Regions from separate parts of the Mus musculus genome. Here region 1 is linked to region 2. A link is a contact called in public promoter capture Hi-C data. All regions are on one chromosome and are shown on one strand. Each heading gives the region's core, a stretch centred on a gene start, on an enhancer-like site or on the middle of the called end of the contact. The rest is flanking DNA. Distances are from core to core; before and after follow the strand shown. Region 1 holds the start of Wipf3 (WAS/WASL interacting protein family, member 3). Region 2 holds the start of Jazf1 (JAZF zinc finger 1).

What was found. Promoter capture Hi-C pulls out the DNA fragments that hold promoters and counts their contacts.
Region 1: a promoter capture Hi-C map of liver shows a contact between it and region 2, with 2.4 times the contacts expected there. The contact joins the promoter of Wipf3 here to the promoter of Jazf1 in region 2. A contact is called at or near these places in 4 of 39 promoter capture datasets (the 3T3-L1 cell line, hippocampal neurons, liver and 1 more) and 1 of 9 other capture datasets (liver).

Annotation. Positions count from the first base shown.
Region 1 is chr6:54,428,414-54,432,083 of GRCm38.p6, reverse strand. It overlaps Wipf3 (WAS/WASL interacting protein family, member 3), which reads right to left and starts at 2,398. Exons shown (of 9, transcript NM_001167860.2): 1 at 2,224-2,398. 9130019P16Rik (RIKEN cDNA 9130019P16 gene) reads left to right here and starts at 1,863. Exons shown (of 14, transcript NR_033635.1): 1 at 1,863-2,763.
Region 2 is chr6:53,066,237-53,069,874 of GRCm38.p6, reverse strand. It overlaps Jazf1 (JAZF zinc finger 1), which reads left to right and starts at 1,251. Exons shown (of 5, transcript NM_173406.3): 1 at 1,251-1,422. The coding sequence starts at 1,308. It overlaps Gm33097 (a long non-coding RNA gene), which reads left to right and starts at 1,880. Exons shown (of 2, transcript XR_377680.3): 1 at 1,880-3,638.

The sequences.
Region 1 (3,670 bases), core at 1,149-3,648, 1.4 Mb before region 2:
GTTGCTGAACAATAATCGCCTAAAAAGAGCGTTGCCAGGCTGGGCCAGCTGGCTGTCTCCCATTCCTGAAACTGAATGTTCTTAGACACACGCGCTCTCCTCCGCCCCTTCTGCTGCCTGCTGACTCAGTGTAGCACCAAGTCACACTCCCAAGTGCCTGAAACCGAGGCTCCTGGAAGGACTAAAAAGGGGTATACAGCAGCTCTACCAAGGCAGCCTGACATCTCTGCGCAGATTTGGGCACCAACAATTGGATGTGGGCGGTGCACTTCCAGTTTGAAGTGTACAGACCCAGGTCCCTGTCCTCGGCACACTCAGCTAACCCCTGTCTCTTTGCATTTCTCATCTGTGGAAAGGCACAATAGTTACAGGAACCACAGGGCTTGAGTTAATGCATATGGAAGCATCTACAGTGCCTGGCCATTTCCTGCTACTTCCCCACTGGTTTTCTCTCCCCTGTCCTTCTCCCTGTTTTCCTGATTTGGTTTTGCTTTAAAATGCATCTCTAAAGTACATTAGCTGGCAGACTTCAGCAGCCTGTGCCCTGCCATGCCCAGTGCCCTTCAGCATCAAATATCCACTTACGTTGTTATTGAAGTAAAAAAAAAAAAAAAAAAAAAAAGCCCCAAGTGATGTGCACAAGTCTAAAGCACACAACTTCCTGAGTTTCTATGTATGGGGAGCATGTCTAGACCTAAAGTGCCTTGAAGGTCTGCCCAGGCCAGTAGGAAGCCCAAAGGCAGTCCACTTCTGACCTCTACCACTACTTTACAGTTTAGAGAGGACAGCTTTTAGGAGAAGGCTGGGACTGGACAGGTAGTTTATCAGTGGAAACTCTGATCTTGTAGAACACTAGGACTCATTCCCAGCACCCACATAGTGGTTCAGGGACATTACATCCTTAACTCTAGTCCAGAGGATCCAGTGCCCTCTTCTGACCTCTAGGGGTTTCCTGGCACAGAGTCGTGCATAGACATACATGCCCGAAAAATACTTACATAGAAAGTAAAAGGAGTGAACATTAAAAACAAGGCTAGAGTGTCTGATGATTATAATACTAACTGGCAGCAAGAAACCCTCTCCTGGCCCTCTCTGAGGTGACGAAGGCAAAGACAGTGAGGCACACAAGCTTTTAAAGTCACACAAGTCTGCCCAACAAATGCTCTCACTTACATCCAAGGACCCCAGGCACAGAAGAGGAATACCACTGTCCCACTGGAAACTTTCCTCAGAGAGTCCCCAGACTGTGTGTGTGTCAGAGATACTTCTGGTTTTTCCTGAGGCCATTAGACAGGCTTCCTGGGTTTCTGGGCAGAACATCTACCCAACTCAGGTTCTCACACTCATGGCAGACACTCCAAGCACACAGAAGACATTGTTTCCACAGGGGAATGGATGCCTGGCATCCTACAGGAGAGCGTGTTCTTCTCCCAAGCTTGCTCCCCGTGAGCTCCTGGCTAGGTATCCGGGGGAATGGCCACAATTACCCAGTCCCGCACACCTCCAAAGGACTTTAAAGGCCATTTGTGGCCAGATGTAAATGGCTAGAGATAATGGATAGACAGACACATACACTCTCTGGCTCCTGACCTAGGCAGGCTTACAGATAAGCCTCGGGGAGTCAGGACTCAGCTCCTGGCCCGACTCTGTCACCAGGAACTGTGTGACCTTGGATAAGTCACTTTTTCCCTCAGGAATTGGCTTTCTTTCTGGGAAATGGTCCAGTATCCTCAGTCCTTGTCTGATTGTGCAGGTTCCCAGATCTCTCCTAATCGCCAGGGACCCTTCCTTAACATCCCCAACACAAGCAAGATCCGCCCTTTTGTTCTCAGGGGAGGGGTGGGGGGTGACGTGGGGGAAGGGAAGCAGAGCCCCCTTGGGGCATCAGACTAAGAGGCCTCCGTGCCAGAAGCTGATAACGGAAGAGTGCTGTCCTGGGAGGTCACCAGGGAGCCCTGAGGTGACCTGGTGTAGCCATGGTCCCTTTCCGACCCGTGGCGGGCAGGGAGCGAGTGGTTGCCGCTAGGGCTGCACGGAGCAGCTCCCAGACGTAGTCGCGGCTGGGGACTACAGTTTGGAGAGGGTCCTGGGCACTCTCACTCACCCAGCGTCTTTGACAACGCGGGAGGCCACTCTACCTCGGGACTGTCCCCAATACCCTCCGCGACAACCCCAATCGGCCACTTACTTAACCCAGGGCCCGGACGCGAGCAGAGCAGCTACCTGCAGCTGGCCGTAACCCGGCCGACTGGACTTTAGCTGGCGCCTCCGTCCCCGCTGTCCCCGTCGTCTCCGTCGTCCCCGTCGTCTCCGTCGTCCCCGTCGCCTCGAGGATCCCGGCTGGGCTGCAGACAGTGCCTGGCGTTGCTTCTGCGCGCCCGGCTAAGCTGGACTCTGCGCTCCTCGCTCGCTCCCAGCCGGGCTTAAGCGCTGCCGGGACGCGGAGGCGGAGCCGCCGCCCCCACCTGCTCCTGGCGGCCGCCCTGGAGCCTCGCCGCCCAGCGCACGGGGACGCGGTCCAGAGGGCGGGGTCGCTCTGGCACCCAGGAGGCGGTCCTGGCTGCGCGGCGGCGCAGCTCCCAGGTACAGAGTCCCGAGTGTGAGCCACGGGGACAATGGGGCCAAGGGCTGGAGTTCCCCTGCACGCCACCTCGTCTATATATTACAAACATTTCTGAGCCCTCGCTAAGCCCCAGACAGCGCGTATATGCAAGGGGACAAAAGGAGAATGGGACAGCCGGTTGTCCCGATGAGCACAAGCAGGTACTTACAATACGGAGCCAAGAGAACATCCAACGTGTACAAAGCAGAGGGACACCCAATTCAGACCTGGGCTTGAGAGGCAGGGGTGGGTGTGTGGGTGGAGAGAGCTGGGGGGCGGGAGGGGGAGGTAGAGAAGCTTGCTCTCAGAGATAGGTGAGCACAAAATATCCTGGTAACACAGGGAGGTAAGTAGCTTCCGGTGGGGCAGAAGTGGGAAGAAGGCAGTTTGAAATCTAGAGTGAAGCGAGTCTGTCCCATTTCCCTGTCCGGCTGTCCAGAGCTTGGAGAATGCTGGAGATTTATGCCTGAGGCTCCTGTGTACACTCAGCTGCTCCAAGTGCAGCAATTCAGGCTGGCATTTCCTGCCTCTCACATCTTAGGCATACTTGTGTTCTGGTTCGAAAAGGAAGGAAAGCTCAATTTGCAGAGAAGAATTATTTCCATGGCCATGTAGAAATCCCACCAGGTCTTCTACGGAGCCCCAAAGCACAAACTAGTTGCATGGCCAGTCATTTATCTTACAAGCTGGGCGGTTTCTGGAGGATATACTAATTCAGCTTTTTAAATGCTTGATTCAAAGTGATGGTGTCTGCAGAGTGGGGCTATTTGGGGCTGAAAACATCATGAAGTTGTTGTGTTCAAGAACCCAGTGTCTCATGGCACAAGTGGTCCTTCTTGCATCCTTTTTCTCTGGACATTGCAACAGGATTCAGTCTCTGGGAGCCACGTTCCAAATACCTAAGCCGCTCTCCCCATCGTCTCTATGGACAGAATCCAGAGTGATGACCAGTTAAAGACTAAAGACTATAGTGCCAGTGCCTTTCCTGATCACCGAGACTTTCTTAGCACACTAGCTGAGTTCAATTCCCAGTACTACCAAAAGAAAACAAAGCAAAGCCCCTCAAAC
Region 2 (3,638 bases), core at 2-2,501:
TCTCCGGTGACAGAAATACTGCATATGTCTGCATTTACATTTACACGAAGTGCCCTAACAATCCTAATATTAGAGATAACACAAGTGGTATATGCAGTTTAAAAAGACAGGGTTGTTATTTTTCTAGGTATATGCACCAGCGGGTAAATGAAATTGTTCTAAAGACAAATGCTAAATTCAGAATGCATGAATAAATTTTTTAAAAATTACACCCTCGAATCATGCACATCTCCTGGTGCTTCTTGAACACCTGGAAGAAAATATACACCTTGTAGGTAAAATGTAACTGCAACTGCGGTTGGAGACCAGAAGAGAACTGGTTCTTAAGAGGCTATCTGGTCAACAGTATGGCTTAAATGCTCACAGGATGATATAATCCTAACTGATTGGTGAAATCTTCTTTTTAAGTGAAAATCGAATTTGCTTTGACTTTCATTTCCAAACCTCTACACTTGCCCCTTTCGTCTTTGGAGCAGCACTGCCAGACCTGAGCCACAACACGGGGTTCAGGAGGTGCGGGAATTTGGGGTAAAGAAATTGAGATTTTTGTTTTCTCAGAAGAATCAGGGAGAACAAACGTGATACATATGTAAAACACAGTCAAATGCACTTGACAACCAAGCGCTCTATTTTGAAATTTAAATAAAGCTAAGATTTTTCTTCTGGCCTAGGGGGAAAGCTTCATTAAAATCAATTAGTTCCTACTAACCTCCAGAGAATACGGACTTTTTAATTTTTTTTTTTAAATGAGAAAGTTTAAAGAACAAGGTGCACACAATTACCTTTCCTGGGTCCCTAGTGAATACCATCGTCACACCTAGACAGGTGGCCAAGTGCAAACAAATGTCCCTAAGAGGGCTGGGTAACTCCCTGAGTGCTCCTCTGGGGTGAAAAGCATGTGTAATTAATAGATGTGTATCTATTAAGAATGTAGCGCGCATAACCAAGGGAGGCTCCAAGCGGACTGCAGGCACCTCACAGGGCGAAAGGGCAGGCCCAGGGACGTAAAGTTGGAGGCGGGAGCTGCCAGGTGAGGCCTGGGTCGCGGAGGTTGGGGCCCGCACAGCTGCAGGCGCGCGCCTGCTCCCTCCTCCCAGCCGCCGAGTCCTCCCCGCCCCCTCCCCCGAGCTCCCGCCGCCTCCCGCTGCCTCCCGGAGGCTCGGCGCTGCGCTCCACCTCGCGCCCCCTCTCCTCCGTCCCGGGCTCGCGCTGCCCTCCCCGCGCCTGCCCCCTCCCCGGCCCCTCCCTCCGCCTCCGCGCGCGCGGCGCTCGCAGAGCCGACTCCGGGGGGCTCTCGATGTAGCACCATGACAGGCATCGCCGCCGCCTCCTTCTTCTCCAACACCTGCCGCTTCGGGGGCTGCGGACTCCACTTCCCCACGCTGGCCGACCTCATCGAGCACATCGAGGACAACCACATCGGTGAGGCCCGGGTGGGCGGGGGTCGGGCGGCGGGCGAGCCCCGGGGTGGCGCGGGCCGGGCGCCCGAGAAGGTGCGGGCGTGGAGGGCCGCGGGGCGCGGGGATGGCCGGCCGCAGGGTGAGGGCGGGCGCGGGCCGCGGGGGGCGGGTGCCGCACGCCGCTTCCGCCCGGCCCGAGCTGTCAGGCTGGCGGGAGCCGGGGAGGCGCCGCGGCGGCAGCCATTCCGCTTCCTCCCCCGCCTGCGTCCTGTCAGCGCCGGTTGCTAGGTGTGGCGCGGCGGGAGGGGGCCGCGGCGGCGGCGGCGGCGGGCGCGGGGCGCGGGGCGCTGCGTGCTCTGAGCGGCGCGGGCGCGGGGCCCGGCCTGGCGCGGCGGCTGCGGTTCGGGCGGCTGCGGGCCGCGCCCATCCCTGGCCGGAGCGCCCCGAGGCCCCGGTAGCAGAGGGGAGCCCGCGGGCGGCGGGCGGGCGTGTCGCGGCGCCCGCGTTGCGGCTAGGCCGGAGGTGCGCCGGTCCCCGCGGGGCCTGCGCGGCGCGGGCGCGGGGACGCGGGGGAGGGGCGCCCCGCGGGGCCGGTTGTGTCTCCCGGGACCCAGGGACCTCCTAAGTCCTGCGCCCCACGGAAGTCCTTGCATCACATTTGCACGCTCATCCCCACCCCTGCGGAGGGAGATGGGTCTGGTGCTTCTGGCTCAGAAGACCCAGCCACCTGCAGAAGGTGTGGCCGCTCCCCGGAGTGGCCTGGTGGGTGAAGAGGGCAGCCGGTTCCCTGGGTGAGGCTACCTGTGAATTGCTTCGAGAAGACCAAATGAATGACATGGATTCGACCATGTGGATGCAGCTCACGTTTCTGCAAAGTTGAGAGAGTAAATCACGACTGCTGTGCATTTATGCACGAATAAAATGAGGCAGAGCCTCATGCCCCTTTGCTTTGTAGAATGCTTTCTCCTTGCACACAGTGGGCGCTTAATACGCGCTAAGTGCCAGTTTAGAGCGGGATTTGCTGGGCCATCCAGAATGGGAGCTAATCATGGAAACTGTCTGCAGAATGCCTTTGAAAACAGAAATCTGATGAGTAATTGTCAAGCTTTGAAATTTTTCAAAGTTTCAAAGTATCTCCTTAATAGTTTTCCCCATGTCTTCTGATAAAGGTGAGGTAAAGAACCTATGCTCTCAAGTATTGGTGGTCTGAAAAGCGGTTTAATAGAGTAGCAAAGCTGCTGAATCATATCGTGACTGAGTAGTCATAGCTAAAAGTGCTCCAGGTATAAAGTTTCTCATCATGGCTTAAACTGTAGTGATGCAGTTTCAAGACGAGTTTTCCCAGTTCCTCACTGGACTCCCCTTACTTATTAAACTAAACAGAAATGATAACAGAAAACAGTTATCCCAAGTTCCATCCATTTCATCAGTTAATTTATGTAAGTTGAATGAGTAATACTTTTATCTGGTTAACTTTCTTAACTTGGGACTACCTGCTGATTGAAAGATAATTTAGTTTTAACATGAATTAAACACAATTATTTCTTACGAGTTAACTTGGAGCCAGATGATTTAGACTAGCATTGGTAAATCATAAGCCTCTTATTTTGAGTTGGCAAAGTTTTCCCAGTATTGTGCAGCTATCTTTAAAGAGGGTCAAGGGTTTATGAATTTTCTAAAGCTAAACTTTTAAGTGATGATATCTTACTCCCAAAGGTCTAATTATTTTCTTTCAATGGTGAGAGGATTGAAAAAGAAGTTTAAATTGTTTTGGCAAGGCTAACAGTTATTATACTTGGGAAATAGTTGTTCCAGCAAAGTTTTTGAAAAATAGATGTTAAAATGAACAAACACTTGAACCCAAAGCTTGAAGAGGCTGACTGGAACTGCTGTGTGCCTCAGATGAGAAGAGGCCTTCACAGGACAGCGGGCCATGCAGAAAGAGATAGGATTGGAGCTCATGAAGAAGAACGTTTGGCCTAGCTGGTGCTGTATAAATACACTTTAGATAAAGAAGCAAGAGTCAACATACAGAAGTACTCATGAAAGCTCTACATTTTATTATTTATTGTCATTTGCTCTACACGTGATATACGATAAGCTCTATACATGAGATAATGAGGGGTTTTGTTTGTTTGTTTGTTTGTTTTTTTGTAAATGGTTGGTTCACTGATTTAATGTTTTAATCAGCTAGTGGCCCCATTAAAGATTCATGAAGAGACCTAAGATGTATATGTT